Linked DNA regions of Hordeum vulgare: region 2 is linked to region 1. A link is a contact called in public Hi-C data. All regions are on one chromosome and are shown on one strand. Each heading gives the region's core, a stretch centred on a gene start, on an enhancer-like site or on the middle of the called end of the contact. The rest is flanking DNA. Distances are from core to core; before and after follow the strand shown.

Region 1 (3,630 bases), core at 414-2,913:
AGGAACTGCGACGACATCGTGGGCGAGATCTCACGCGTTGAATCGGAGATGGAGGACTGCCTCCTCTCCCTGCTGGAAGCCGACACCGAGAAGTTCGTCCGGGATCACGCCTTGGCCGAAACCTGGGAGGTTCAGCAGAAGGACGCGCCGAGCCTGCTGGTGGACTACCAGGACAGCGTTTTTCAGGTGAAGCTGGAGGAGGAGCAGGTCAGGGCGTGCGAGGCGTCGTTGCAGCACCAGACGACGTCCCTGGACGAGATGAAGTCGAAGCTGAGCCAGGCGATGCGGGACCTCGGCGAGCTTCTGGTTGCCAGAGGCTTGGACGCGTCCATGCCGCACGTCTCCGACAAGGTGAAGGGGGACCTCGACGCCATCGAGGTCCATGTCGCCGAGGCCAGGCAGCTGTTGCTCGTCGACGACCAGACCGATTTGTGAACCGAAAAAGCAAACCGATTATCAGTTATCACCATTGACAGACAGACAGGCTGGTCTGTCTTCGCCTTCATTTGTACAAATTCTTTGTAGCACACCGTTGGTTCTCGCGTGCTGTAGGTTGGATGGATGTAAGTCCTGAAGTGGACTGGAATAACTGTTCTGTGCGTCCTCCCGTTCTTCTTGTGGTCTGGTATACAAGCTTCTACCAGCTTCTATGCAACTTCAGACCCACTTTCTTCTGGTCTGCACTTCGCCATGCAGGACGGCAATGATTGATCGGTCGCAATGTTGATTTCAAGAGGGCTTTGACTTTTTAAAACAAATAAATAGTACTATCGTACAATCTATCGCAGTCGGCGTGTTTGCGTGTGTATGTGAAGAAAAGAATGCCGATGTTTCAGCCCGTCGCGGGAGGTCGCAGGCCGAGAAACTCGTTTTTCATTACAGTACACATTTGTTTTAAGTTGGCTGTGCCGTGGCGGTTAAGAAAGTGTATTTTGCACTCCATGCTGCCGCCAGGTCGTTTGGATTGCTTCTGGAAGCTCGTTGAGCTATTTTTGTCTCTTCGGGGTTGCTTCGTTGCCTCTTTGTTCCACTTGTTTTGGTTGGACTGCTCCGCTCGGCTATCTGGTCATTGTTTTCCTGAAATCTACTTTTGCCTCTTGGCTCCACTGATGGGTCAGCCGCTCCACGAATCCAAAAAAAAAAAAAAAAACCTAAAATAATCTCTCTCTCCGTTCGTCATCACCATTTTATAAGGAAGAGCAGCTGATAATAATAGGGATCCCACAGTTATACTACTATCAAATCAATCACACGTAAGACGCCTACCAACGACCGAGGCTGCCTGCCTCGTCACATCCACACACACCCATGTGGCGTGTGCGGTGTGTTCTCTGATGCTCTCCTCCTCGGCCAAAACCCACACGGGCGCCTAGCCGAAAAGCGCCGCCGGACGGAAAAATCTCCCGGAACTCCACTCCACAGTCCACACACCGGCGGCTGTTCCCGTCGACCTCTCTCTGTCTTATCGCATCGCGTCGCAAAGGTGTGGCGCGGCCGATCGACCGTCGCGGTCTCGCACCCCTTTTCGCGCGGTTGCGTCCCGGCATTCTGGCAGCAAATCCGCCACAATAATAACCAGCAGGGAATTACTTTTCAATTTTTTTTATCATAATACAAACGCAAGTGCGCATATATTTATGTTCACGAACGTACATACGTATACTTTATCCTCATAAGCACATTCAAAAAACTGAACTGACATATCATTTTAAAATTTACGAAATCATCGCAGACGTCTCATCGTCGACGAAAACGTTTCTTTCCATTAAATATGCATAGCTGAAAATCCTGAAATAAATGCGAGCATCAGGATTTAAATTGTAATAGACTGAGATACCTTAATCCTTCTAACTATTCAATCACAAAGGTTGGTTCGAAAAAAAAAAGTGAAGTGTAACCTTTCAAAACAAGAAAAAAAAAAGTATGGTTAACCTTTCAAAAGAGAAAAACAGCATCCTCAAAAAAAAAAAAAACAGTGGGGAATAAATAGCAGGGAAACATAACTGCAGGCCGCGTGTGGGGCAGTAGAAAACTGCGGTTTGATTTTTTCTCCTGACCCCGGCGCTACACGCCACGCCACGCCATCGTCGCCGCCTCCGCATCGCGCCCCGCACCCCGCACCAACCGCCCTCCTCTACATAACCGATCCGACAACCGCGCGGCCGCCCACGGTGGATTCCCGGACCGGCATAGCGCGTTGAGGGTCGGGGGCGGGGAGCGGCAGATGCGGGACGGCGGCGGCTCCGGCCGGGAAGGCGGGGAGGCGGGGCGAGAGAGGGAGCGGGAGGTTGGGCCGCGGCCGGGGTGCGGGGGCGAGGCGGCGGGGCAGGCGGCGGCGGACTGCGCGGCGGTGTGCTGCTGCTGCCCCATGGCGGTGCTGGAGCTGGTGCTGCTCGTGGCGGTGCGCCTGCCGGCCGACCTCGTCCGCCGGGCCAGGCTGAGGCGGCGCCGGCGCCGGGGCCTGCGGCGCGGCGGCAGGGGCTCGGCGTCGCAGTCGGGCAGCACCAAGGCCATGTTCGCGGCCGCGGACGCGCTGGAGGCGGACGAGGCGCAGGCGGAGGTGGAGCGCGAGGAGGCGGCGGCCGAGGCCGCGTCCGAGTTCGAGCGCGAGATCATGGGGTCCCGCCTCTACGGCGCCGGCTTCTGGCGCTCCAACTCCTCCCGCTCCAGCTCTCGCGCCTCCTCCGCGCGCCGCTAGCCAACGTCGACCGCCAACGTCGATCGGCGTACTCTTCTTCTTCTCCGTCGCGTCGAGTGCGTGTGCTCCCTTCCCTGTGCCCGCTGTCGCGTTGTGCTGCGTCACTGCGTGCGCGTGGAAAGATTTGCCCCGTCTCGTCTCGTCTCGTCTCGTCAGGTGTGCGTGTGTTAGTTTAGTTTGGGTTTAGGTTAGCATCCTGGTACAGCAAGCGATCGCGCACACGTGCGTGCGTGCGATCTTGGCTGGCTATGTTGTGTCGCTGCTGCCTGAGGATGGATGGATGGATGGACCAGTGGAATTGCTTGGCTTGGATTTGGAGAGAGGAAATGTGGTCCTCCTCAACTGCTCATCGTCGAGCAGCGTATGCTGTTGCTGCTGCCACCTGTGGAGCTCGAATTGCTTGCATTGCATTTGCATGGCGTGGTCAAACAACCTAGTAGTAGCAGTGATATTAATATATTAGAGCTGGCAAATCTTTTCAAGGGATTGTATGGGCCTAATGGCCGTCAAAGGTAAGATTACCATTTGCCAATGTGATACGCCCGTACTTTTTAGACTGCTATAGTGCAGTTATGAATCATGGGAGCTCATGATACGCTCGCTTTGTTTGCATATATCTGCTTCTGACACTGTTCAGTGCTCCTTTTGATTTCGAGTATTCATTCAAAGGAATCTCGTAGAAGGATTTTTCTGGAGGCATCGGTTCCTTGCGAATTTTCCCATTCATAGCCTGTTTGACTCGTCGTAGGATTGATATTCTTAGGAATATTCCGTGAGGATGGCTCTGCACTCTAGATTTTTGAAGAAAAAAAATCCATCCACTCAAACCTCTTCGTACAGTTTATTTTCCTTTCCTGTGGCGCCAAACTCTCTTGCCCAAATTCCTACAGTTTTCTAATCCTCTAAGATTCGAGATGACATGCCACCCCAAT
Region 2 (3,630 bases), core at 650-3,149, 130 kb after region 1:
TGTGCAAGCAAAAATGAAAAACCAGCTAAGATTCTTATCACCTATGACAAATTAATATTTAATAACATATGTCAGCCTTCAAAATCCAAACCCAGCTTGTGTCACCAATTAGATCTAATATTCAACAAAAAATATAATATTCAGTTCCACCCTAAATAGATTTTCTTTGTCACCTTAAAAGATGTGACCATGACTCACCTTTTTTACTCTCACCCTGTACTTTAGCCATGGCAAGAAGTTCCTTCCTATTCTTGCCATTAACATGAGACATGTCCTACAATGATGAGGTAGCATTGAATTACGTCTCAATTGTTTTCAACTCCACAAATTAACAAGTAGACAAAATGATTACCGGAAGGGGATAACAAGGTGAGTTCATATATGCAGTAGTATAATGCTCAATGCACTGTGCCTTGCTCTTGGTACCAACATGCTCCGCAACTTCAGCCCAGTTTCCCAGACCATACATTTCAATTCCCTACAATTATAAGAGTCAGAACCCACCACCCAGAAAGTGAACAGAAAAGATGGGTACTGAAAATACCTCTAGAAGAAGGATTTCCTCATCCGCATTCCAATCTGGACAAATGAGAGGAAAAGATAGGTTGTCCTGTTGCAAAATTTTAGTTAAGTTAAAGAATGCAACAGACATGACAAGCACTGACAATACAAAATACTTGAAGTGCTAAGGTGGAAGGTGGTTTCTTTTTTCCTCCTCTTTTTTTTATGAGAACTCTCCTCGAGATGATCTGGGTGTGCATGCATTAAGCCCCATATAGCCAGTTGCAATCAAGATGGTTGAGTAGGGAACCGTGTAGAACCAAACATATGATCTGAGTTCACACATCAGCTGATGACTTACACTTGTAAGTGTATTCAGGTTAAGAAGGATGAAGCCTGAATTGACGGGAACACACTAATACAGTGGTTCTGTGGGTTAATTCAACCTTGGAGTGTTACATTGCATCTTTTGGGTTTCCCGCCTTTTTGACCAAGTATCAATCAGCTCAGACTTACTATTCGATGTGACATGTAGGATGCTAGGACAGATTTGAAGAACCATGCTATACCAGCACATGTACTAACAGCCTGTTGAGTTCACTGCAGTTCAGTTGTGGTAACTCCACTGTTCTATAACACTAGTATTAACATCTGTTACTGCAGCTTCTGGACACTAGTTAGTCAGCTAAGCATGCATTTGTACACAATTAAGCTAAGTGAGCATAGGGCACTGACCATGACCCTGTAGGGGTGGTTGCTCCGATGCGGCTGGACCTCAGCTCCAACGGAGAAGCACTCGACGCAGAGGTCAAAGTCGGGGCACTTGGAGCACTTGAACCGGATCTTCCCGGACAGGTCCTTGTTGCAGTAGTTGCAGTGGTAGAGCGCCTTCTTCCCGTCGCCGGCTCCCCCGCACGCGGCGGAGAGCGAGTCGGACGCATCCCCGGTCGAGGCGACCCTCCTCCGCTTCGACCTGCAGCGAACGGAGACAACGCATTACAGCCATTCGCCCGCAGGCAGGCAAGCAAGCAAGAGCGAAATGCGAAGCGGCGGGCGGAGGGGGCCGAGCGGGACCTGTGGTTGGTATCGTCGTCGCCGGAATTGGGCACCCCGCGGGACCGGCCCATCGCGGACCAAACCCTAGCGCAAACCCCTCGAAACCCTAACCCTAGCTCGCTCGCGCGGGGATCCGCTACCACGCCGCGGCCGGCCGCATCGAGCTGAATCCAGCTGGGTGGGGGGGTGATCCGGGGATTAGGAGGACCGGGGGCGCCGGGGGATCGGCGCCGCGGCGGGGGTCGGGATTTGGCTGGGGCGGGGAGTCGGGGGGAAGACGACCACCATGGGCGACCGCGACGCAGCTACAGATCAGAGCCAGTAGTAGAGTCGGACTAGTATACTGCCGGCGCCAAATCTGGGCCGTCTGTCTGGTGTATCGGACGGCTGACGTCCCTCCGTGGACAAATCTGGGGGATATCTCTTGCAGCCGCTCTGAATCTTCGGGCTAGAGCTGTTCTAATTAAGACGGGGAGTTTTCGGTGCAGAAATCTGGTCATTAGTTTTTTTTCAAATAACTAAGCCAAAAGTTTTGCCTGTCGTACTAATTCAAAAGAGTTTTACTAAGGAATAAAACATTCGGTCGCGTATATGGTTTACTCTCATGTCATTATAACACACACAAACGTCTAGAGCAACTCCAACGCGTCGACTCATTTCTTCCGTGCGTGTTCGTTTGGGACGCAACGAACAGAAAAATCAGCCTAACGCGTTAATTCAAACGGACGCGCGTTCATTTTTCGTCCGCTCGCGGCCTATTCTGGACACAAATTTGGGCGTCAATTACGTTGTCGTGGACACGGGGCGGACACGTGTCTCGCGTGCGTTCTCCTTCCCTCGCCCGCAACGCGGCATCATTGTCTTTCCTTCTTATCCCCTCCCCCTCCACCCACCCGTCGTCCGCAAGCACACAAACCCTAGACCGACGACCCCATTTTCCCCGGCCACCCTAGCTCTGTAGCACCAAATCCACCGGTGGGGTACCTCCTTTATCCCAGTGCGGGAGGCCTATTGATGGATCTGCGGCGGTAAAACAGGCCCGTTTGAGTTGCTCTTAGCGTCCGTTAGCACCCACAGCGGGCCTGCTTTTTAATCTTACTAACAACGACAGTTGATAACATGGAGACATACCTTGATACCTAAAAACTATCGCAGCGTGCTCATTCTAAATCTTCCACAAAACAAGCATGGGGAAGAGAAGCAAATCCCTTTTCTTGTGCCACCGATGTCATTTTGTTCGTTGAAGTTGGTCATGGAGCACCACCAATCCGTGGTGAGAAGTTGTCTCAATCTTCGGTGTGCAAAACCACCATCCCGGGGCAAAACTTTATCTACTCCTACATACCCCTGGCATATCTACATTTGAAAAGCGTGTCTGTAACATTTTTCGATTCTTGTTCGCACAATTGACATAGACTACAACTAGGCAAACCACACCGTTGAAGACAATCCATTGTCCAACCCTGTCGTGAAGGATGAGCCAAGAAAATAATTTATGCTTGGGCGGATTCCAATTTGCCGAAACAGCAGGCTTCAAAATGAAAACATTCAAATCTCCGAGTTGTGCCTTGTATGTCGTGGAGGCCAAGTAGGTGTTAGAGCATCTCTAGTTGCACCCCCAACAGGCACTTCCTCGACCTTTTTTCGCTCAGGGAGGGTGGGACGGCCCAGCCGCGCCCCAAGAAGGCCGTTTTTCGCCTGCTCGGGCCGAAACTCGCCCTGACGGTCCTAACCCGAACCCAGCGCGCTAGGGGGCGCCCGCGGAAGGAAAACGACGCGTCGGGCCCCTTGTCAGGCAAAAAAAGCATTTTCTTCTCCGAAACCGCCCCTCGCACACCACAACTTCTGCCGCTGTGCCGATTCCGGCGCCGCCCCATCTGCCTACCATCGATTCAAAGGCTATCTCCCCGTCGGCTTCGCCGCGTTTTGCCCCTCCCCCTGCCCCGCTTCTTAGTGAGTCCCGACGCACCGGGCAGGTCCGTGGCCGCGCGGACACCACGCCGCCAGGTGTTCGTCGATTTGCCTGGCCTATGGACTCCGACGACAACGAGGAGTTCGCGGCGCTACCAGGGG

What was found. Hi-C and Micro-C count contacts between places; a contact is called where the count stands out from the background.
Region 2: a contact with region 1 is called in a Hi-C map of seedling, with 2.8 times the contacts expected there. The contact joins the promoter of LOC123452255 here to the promoter of LOC123452254 in region 1. A contact is called at or near these places in 3 of 6 Hi-C or Micro-C datasets (leaf and seedling).

What each region holds. Positions count from the first base shown.
Region 1 is chr5H:527,334,616-527,338,245 of MorexV3_pseudomolecules_assembly, forward strand. LOC123452254 reads left to right here and starts at 1,664. Exons shown (of 1, transcript XM_045128883.1): 1 at 1,664-3,310. The coding sequence starts at 2,225. The coding sequence ends at 2,698. LOC123452252 (kinesin-like protein KIN-12G) reads left to right here. Exons shown (of 21, transcript XM_045128879.1): 21 at 1-775. The coding sequence ends at 435. The region is part of intron 3 of LOC123452253 (protein STRICTOSIDINE SYNTHASE-LIKE 3-like); the gene reads right to left.
Region 2 is chr5H:527,468,667-527,472,296 of MorexV3_pseudomolecules_assembly, forward strand. LOC123452255 (transcriptional adapter ADA2) reads right to left here and starts at 1,900. Exons shown (of 12, transcript XM_045128884.1): 1 at 1,576-1,900; 2 at 1,237-1,474; 3 at 545-610; 4 at 353-478; 5 at 199-274. The coding sequence starts at 1,628.